2 separate regions of the Anas platyrhynchos genome follow, and region 1 is linked to region 2. The links are chromatin contacts, called in public Hi-C maps. All regions are on one chromosome and are shown on one strand. The core of a region is the stretch at or near the end of the contact, and the rest is flanking DNA. Distances in the headings are between cores, read along the strand shown.

What was found. Hi-C and Micro-C count contacts between places; a contact is called where the count stands out from the background.
Region 1: a Hi-C map of skeletal muscle shows a contact between it and region 2, with 2.5 times the contacts expected there. The contact joins the promoter of ETS2 here to the enhancer-like site in region 2. A contact is called at or near these places in 2 of 8 Hi-C or Micro-C datasets (liver and skeletal muscle).

Annotation. Positions count from the first base shown.
Region 1 is chr1:113,292,177-113,295,684 of IASCAAS_PekinDuck_T2T, forward strand. It overlaps ETS2 (ETS proto-oncogene 2, transcription factor), which reads left to right and starts at 1,264. Exons shown (of 10, transcript XM_027449110.3): 1 at 1,264-1,685.
Region 2 is chr1:113,253,512-113,257,043 of IASCAAS_PekinDuck_T2T, forward strand. The region is part of intron 1 of LOC113842328 (a long non-coding RNA gene); the gene reads right to left. Among named protein-coding and RNA genes, the nearest start is that of ERG, 36 kb to the left of the region's middle. Within about 2 kb of position 2,165, at least 2 of the 8 cell types and tissues checked have an H3K27ac peak or open chromatin away from gene starts, as enhancers often do.

The DNA of each region.
Region 1 (3,508 bases), core at 14-2,513, 38 kb after region 2:
TCAATGAAATTAAATATATGTATACAATAAGAATCACTTTTAAAATAAGATTTTTAATAGAGGAAAATAGGGGCAACTTAATCATTTTGTTCCAGATTCCAGCACATCAATTCAGCAAGAAATAAATAACTCCCAGCCTTTCATCTTATCTTTTTGGCAGATGTTTCCCCTGTATAAAGGGTGGCACAATTGTTTTTGTCAGTGTTATAATTAAAACTGCTATCCAGCTGACATACAGTTTTTAATGGCTTCCCTTAGGATTCTAACAGATGTTGCCTTATTAGATCGGGACTCTCCCGAAGAGAGAAATGTCACTGGCATAATCAAGACTTCTCTTCCAGTCTCAAAGTGTGCTGTCACAACTTGCCTGGTGACATTTGGCTATAAGGAAACGAGTACCAGCCACTTTCCTAAGGAGAGGAGGAGGTATTCTGAAGAGTTTGGAAGAAATACCAGAAAAATCTTACTCTGAGGCAACAAGTGGCGTGGTCTGGCCTTTGCTGAGGCCAGAAATAGCTGGAGAGCATCAAAGGAGGTGGCCCTGACAACTGCACCACCACCACCAGCCAAAGGCACTGTAGCTTTCTGTTGGTACAAATAACCACAACTTCAGCAAAGGATCACATGTAATCTGGTGAGGAGCCAAGGGGTGGCAGCTACCGGGGGCTCCTGTCCCAAAAGAAGTTACAGCCACACAACACAACTGCTAATTTGAGATGGGGAGTTAGTTTAAATAACACAGCCTGTCACAGCAAGCTTGGAGCAAGCTTTTTAAAGGCAGTTCAGCTCCCTTGAGGGTCACCAGAAACCTAGAGGAGCACAGGGTGGAAGCGAGGGTGGATGCGTGGGGGCTGCTGCCCTCCCCGGGCTCGGGGTCTCACTTGGGCAGGGCAGGTGGCTGGGCACATCGGTGTTGATTCTCCCATCTTAGCATCTTGAGGCCGGGCGTTAATTAAACATGGAAAATGTCCGTGATGAGTTATCTGGTGTATAGCCTGTGGGGGGAGAATGTGTTTCTGGAATGACCCCAAACTGCCTTTTTTGCCTTCCCCAAACTGTGGGGGTCCCCTCCCACAACCCCCCATCCAGCACAGCCCCCAGATCCCCAAAACCAGGGCACGACGACCTAGCCCAGGCCTCCCCCGGCCTCCGCCCAGCTCCCCACCGCCCTGCCGGCGAAGGGGCCGGGCTCCGGGGGGCGGTCCCCCCGCCGCCACCGCCCCCTGCCCGCTGAAGAGCGCCGGGCAGGCCGGGCGGCGCGGCACAGCGCAGCGCACACGGCTCCGAGCGGCGCCTCGGCACGGCTCGGCTCGGCTCGGCTCGGCAGCGCCCACGCAGCCGCCCGCCTCCCTCCTCCTTCCTCCCGCCCCCTTCCTCCTCCTCCTCCTCCTCCTCCTCCTCCTCCTCCTCCTCCTCCTCCTCCTCCTCCGGGACTCTCCGCTGGGATCAAGCCGGCACTGCCTCCTCCTCCTCTTCCTCCTCCTCCTCCGCTGTTGTTGTTGGCCGGCTCTGCCACATCGAGGATATTTTGGCTCCCGGAGCGAGGCAGCGCGCCTTCTTCATTCTCTCTCTCTTTTTTTTTTTTTTTTAATTATTTTTTTATTTAATTTTTTTTTTTTTTTGGACCCTGCCGCCGAGGAGGGGGCGAAGCCGAGGAGCTGGCGAGCTCCGCGCTCGGGGGCCAGGTGAGCGGGGGGAATCCCAGGGGAGCCCCGGGCTGGGGTGGGGGGCTCCGGGCATCGCCCCCAGCCCGCACCCGGACCCGGACCCGGACCCGGGGGGTGATGGCGGCCGGCGCCGCCCGCGGCGGGGGAGGAGGGCTTGGCTTGGGGGGAGGCTGGCAGGAAGGGGTTAACGGGCAGAGGGTGCTCGAAAGGGACCCCAAAAACGCCGGGTCGGGTGAATTTCCCCCGTCGGAGTTTGGGTGCCGAAAGGGGGCTCCCCCCTCCCCCAGCAGCTGCAGGGGGTTGGGCAGAGGTGGGAAACGAGATCCTGCTGACAGGAGCCCGGTTATCCCTTTTGTTTGTTTGTTTGTAGGGTTCTGTTTGCTTGGTTTAGGGTTTTTCTGTTTCTTTTTTTTTTTTCTTTATTTTTAAGAAGTGAAAAAAAAAAAAAAAAAAAGCCGTGGAGGTGCTCTCACTGCAGGCACTAGCGTGGCTTAGGTCGCCCGGCTGGGATGGTTCCCAGCCCGCTCGGGCTGTGGGCGAGCACCCGGTTATTGCTGAGGAGAAGTTGATCAGAATTCAGGAGTATTAGTTAATAAGTGCCTGATCCTGTTGACCCTGTTCTGGTTCACCCGCTCGGCTCTGCGGGGGTGTTGAAGAAGGTGTCCTGCCAGTTAAACCAATTATAGCTGGCAAGATGCAGTCAGCAGCGGCGGAGGAGCTGGAAGCGAGGCCCAGGCACATCATGCCCTAGTGTCTTTTCTGGGCTCAAACTGCAGCTTTTGGAGTCCAGTGGGGGAAAAAAAAAGGCTTTAACCCTTTCATCGTGAGAAGCTACGCTGCCTTCTCGGTCCTGATAGCTTGTTGCTGGTTGTGCTGCAGGGTGGGAAGCTGATGTGTGGCGAGCAAAGGCTATAGGAACCCATAATAACCTGAGAGATATGGTTAGAGTGTTACAAAACATGCTAGGATGTTCCTGGGTTGTTAGACCGAAGCTCTGATGCCTTTTTTCACAAGGTGTGTAGCGCACAGGGAAGGCCATGGAAACACGACGAGTTGGGTTAATGAGCAACGCCGAGTAATGAAGGCTTCTTGCGAACCCTCTCTTAGTGCCCGAAGTGTGTCCAAAGAAGCAAACAAACAAAAAGCCTGGAAGGAGGGAAAACCTTTTAATCAGTGGGAAAGTTCCCAACAGAATTCATGCAGAGGCCACGACTCCAGGGCTGCACCTGAAATTGTTAGAAATCCTGTTGGTAGCAATCACTGGGGATGAGATCTAAGATCACTGAAAATGTGCATAGTGGTTTCCCAAGTGCTTTCCCACTGGTAAGGCTTATAGGGATAAGTAGCTATATAACTGCTGATTTCAGCGTCGAAACAGGGTATTAGAATTGGCCGTATGTTTGTTTGTTGTTAAAAAGCTCAGTTGAATGCAGGGGTAAACAGCTTAAACTGTGGGAAATGTAATGAAAATATTAGGATGCTTGCTGAGTGAGACTCACGCTGTGTAAAATTCTTTGGTGCTCAATGAGATGTGTAATTTAGTGCAAATATTTGTACATGCTATTTGAGGTAAAACCCATCATTCAGTAGGTTGCACTTTTGGGTAGCGTTAATGAAGTATAAGTTGACTGTTCTTTTTGTATCCAGTTAATTTGTTTTGGTGATAAGCCCCATACATCTCATAACAGTGAAGCTGAAATGGGCCTTTCAGATTGAGGACTCTTATTACTATTTTATTTTTTGTGATTGCGTATAGAGGAGGATGAAAAGGATCTGTCTTTAGCTGTTGGGTATTTTTCTTTTCCTCTGCTATACAGACAGACTTTGAATTTGTCATTTTG
Region 2 (3,532 bases), core at 915-3,414:
ATATTGGAGGGGAAGAGAAGAAGCATGCAGCCATCTGGACATCACATTAAACAAGTTCCCCTGCTAACAGTGAAGTTATTTAACACTTTCCTCCTGCTTTAATTGCATTTGACACTGCTTCTTCAGAGTCTTCTTTTCTTTCATTCAATGATCATTTTTGTGTAATTATTCCTTAATAAGAAGTATTTTTTCTTTTCCTGGGTTAATCTCCCAACTTTTCTACTTAATTATTTTCTTCTTGTGGGAAGTGGAAAACATCAATTTTTTGGTCAGCATTCCTTCTCTGACATCAATAAATAAAATAAAAAATGAAAACATATTCACATTTATTGCTCTAAATTAATTGATTTCAAAGGATTTACCAAATGATCTCTGCAATGTCACTGCTTTACAGATGGGAAAACATGAGAGAACTCAGAATCAAAACAATGATTTAGATACAGAGCCTGCAAACACTTGTTCATATGAAAAACTTTATGAGAGCATTTGATGTGGCTACTTAGATACATCAAGTTAATTGTGTGCAAAAGTGTTTGAGGACCAGGTCCTTGTCTCCAGCAGCAGCTGTAACTGCCTTCTCAACTGCCTTCTCTGCTCCTTCTCCAGTTTCCTTAAAAAAATAAATGTAATTCTTGAGGAAAATATCACTTTTAGGAGTAGCTCCTAAGAATAAGAAGAGGGAGGAAGGTAGTAAAATCCAAAGCTATGATAAAAATCTTTTTCTCACCTGCAGAAGAATTCAGATTAAGAAATAAATAAAAGATTCTAGTTTCCTCTTTAATCATAAAAATTATGGTTTAAAAAAAAAATCTTTTTCACATTGAAAAGTCAAAAATTTTGTTGCCATAATATTTTCAAGTTTAGTAGCAGCATCATGTTTGGGGTTACACATGAGGTTTTACCACATGACATTTCAAATGCTGAGAGATTTGGCTAATATCAAGAATTTGCATTGATTTGTTCATATCAAACTCATGATTATTCACAAATGAGAAATATAATGAAATAAAATGAGAAATATAACTGAACTATGGGAGGCCATCAGCTATAATTCCAAATCAACCATGTTTTATAGACACATAACTCACACAGGAAAAATCTCAATATGTGGGTTCTTATTCCAGTTCTCCGAAATGACAAACAGCATGGTGAAAGCAACAGTTTGCCAAAGCCTAATGAATGTGAAAAATGTTGGTTCTGTCCTTCCTGGACTTCCTCCAGTCAGGCATATTGCTCCAGAACTTCTGGGACTTGCATCTTCTGTGAAACACATAGCACATAAACCTTCCCAGCTACAGAAGAAAACAAGCACTGCCATCTCAGAAGGAAGATTCTTTAAAGCTGACAACATTACTATGCATACTCACTGGACTAAATCCTGCTCTTAGGAGGGATCGTTCATTATTATGATCGGCAAACCAGCCTGCCCTATTGTGCCTTTATTTTTTTTTCCTCTCTGAGTCAAATAAAAGGCAAAAGCAGATGAAACAGAGCTCTAGTGTTCAACAGAAGGAAAGTGACTGGAGCAACTAAAGCATCATATTTATATCATTTAGTGATCTGAAAAAAAAAAATCATTCTGAAATTAGAACATATTTTCTCTGTAAAGCTGAAATCACTTCCAAATGACATAGCTTTTTACAAAAATATATTATATATATATGTATATATATATATATATATTTACTCCTGGACTAGTGAAAAAATGGGGATTTACCCTGGCTTAGGTTTACAAGATCCAATTATTGCTGTGATCAGTTCCCTCATTGAAACAAAAATGCTCTGAATCAAGGTGAGGGGACAGCGGGTACAGGTCAACAAACATGAACTATATATATGTGTACATGTATAAGTGTAAATGTATATGTATATATTTTTATACATCTTATTTATTTATTTGCTTATTTATTTTTCTTCCTAGAATGCAAAGAAAACTAAGGACATGTCTCAGAGTGAATAATCAGACTGACTATGATTTTCTTTGAGGAAACAGAAAATGAGGAAATGTCATCACAATTTGCTTCTTGATTTGCTTGAAAAAAAAAAAACTTTTACTTCTATTTTCCCATTGAGAAAACACATAACAAAATACATCCTCGTGGGGAGAATGATCTCACTTCTGCACACTCTGAAATGTTAGTCATTCCCACTTCGTTCCTCTTGTTCAACAGCTTACCCTTGCTCAACTTAGGAAAAATTGGTTCAGTGGGACTTGATCAGGCTACCAGATAGGGGTTTCCAGTAGGGAAATAGTTTACATTTCTCTCTGATATTGTACCACTCTACTTGTTGGAGCCATACCATTCAAGAGTTCTTCACTCACGACATTGTGGGCAAGTCGTGATGAATTAATGGACAGCTCAAACTCAAACCAAGATCTTTGTGCAGAAATACATCACAGAAGAGCTTTGATTCAACACAGACTCTAAACAGTTGTCTTCATGTCAGAATAATTTCTCCTGCTTCTTAAGTTCCCTCCTAGATCTTTAATCTTCCTCAGCAGTGGGCATATGAAAAAGGAAGCCCATATGGAAGAATCACACAGGAATCTAGGCAATATTCTAGTTTTGTAATGAACATCATTCAGTAGCAAAATTTAAGCATGTTGTGCTCTGCAAGTTTTGCCTGGTCATCCGTGCATGCTTTCCTGGGGGTTTACCATGTTCTTGCTGCTGGTCAGCAGCAAGACCGCAACTGCTGCAACCAGGAGCAGGATTGGGCCCACGTGAGGTCACTCTCTCCACAAGAGGATTGTGAGAGGTTGTTTCATAAGGGAGCACTGCCAGGAAGGGAACCAAATCATTCTTTCAGGCCTATTTCATGTGCTAATTTTGGATCTTTTTAGTAACCAAGAAAAGTTATTTCTTTTCCCAGATTCAGTCATTATCTTCCTCCTTTTACTGCACTTTTATAGTTCAGGTTAATCCAGATACTATGATATGAAGTGGAATAGCAAACTCTTGTCTGGCCAAGCTCCTTTTCTACGTAGAGCTCAGAGCAGAGCAGCTAGGAAATATGTGTGTGTGTGTGTGTGTGTGTGTGTATATATATATATATATATATATATATATATTTCTGTTTTCTGCCAATTGGTGATGATTCTTCTTCAACTCATGGGCTGCTGGGCAGGGAGAAGCATTCTTCAAGCAATGAACACTGGAGAAGATCTGGAGAGCTCAGGAGGACAGCAGAACCACCCTGCCTGGAGCTGCAGGCAGCATGTGAGTGTCATATTTCTCCTAGAAAACTGGTGCACTGTACAAGATACATGGGTCCACTTGTAAAACAGTCTGTGAAGCCTCGAAAACTGCCCAGAGACAGCCTCCAAATCCCTAGCACTTCACTGCAATACAGTGCAGTAGAACACTCCCAGCGTAAAGCTGCCTCAAAATCAAGTGAGCAGGGGATTTCAGAAGACCATGAAGATCCTGTATATAGGAAATATGCAGATTTCTTCAGGTTTTATTTCACCACATCTGTCTGGAGTCCAGTTTTAACTGGACTCTTAGTTAACTAGGAACAAATTTACTCT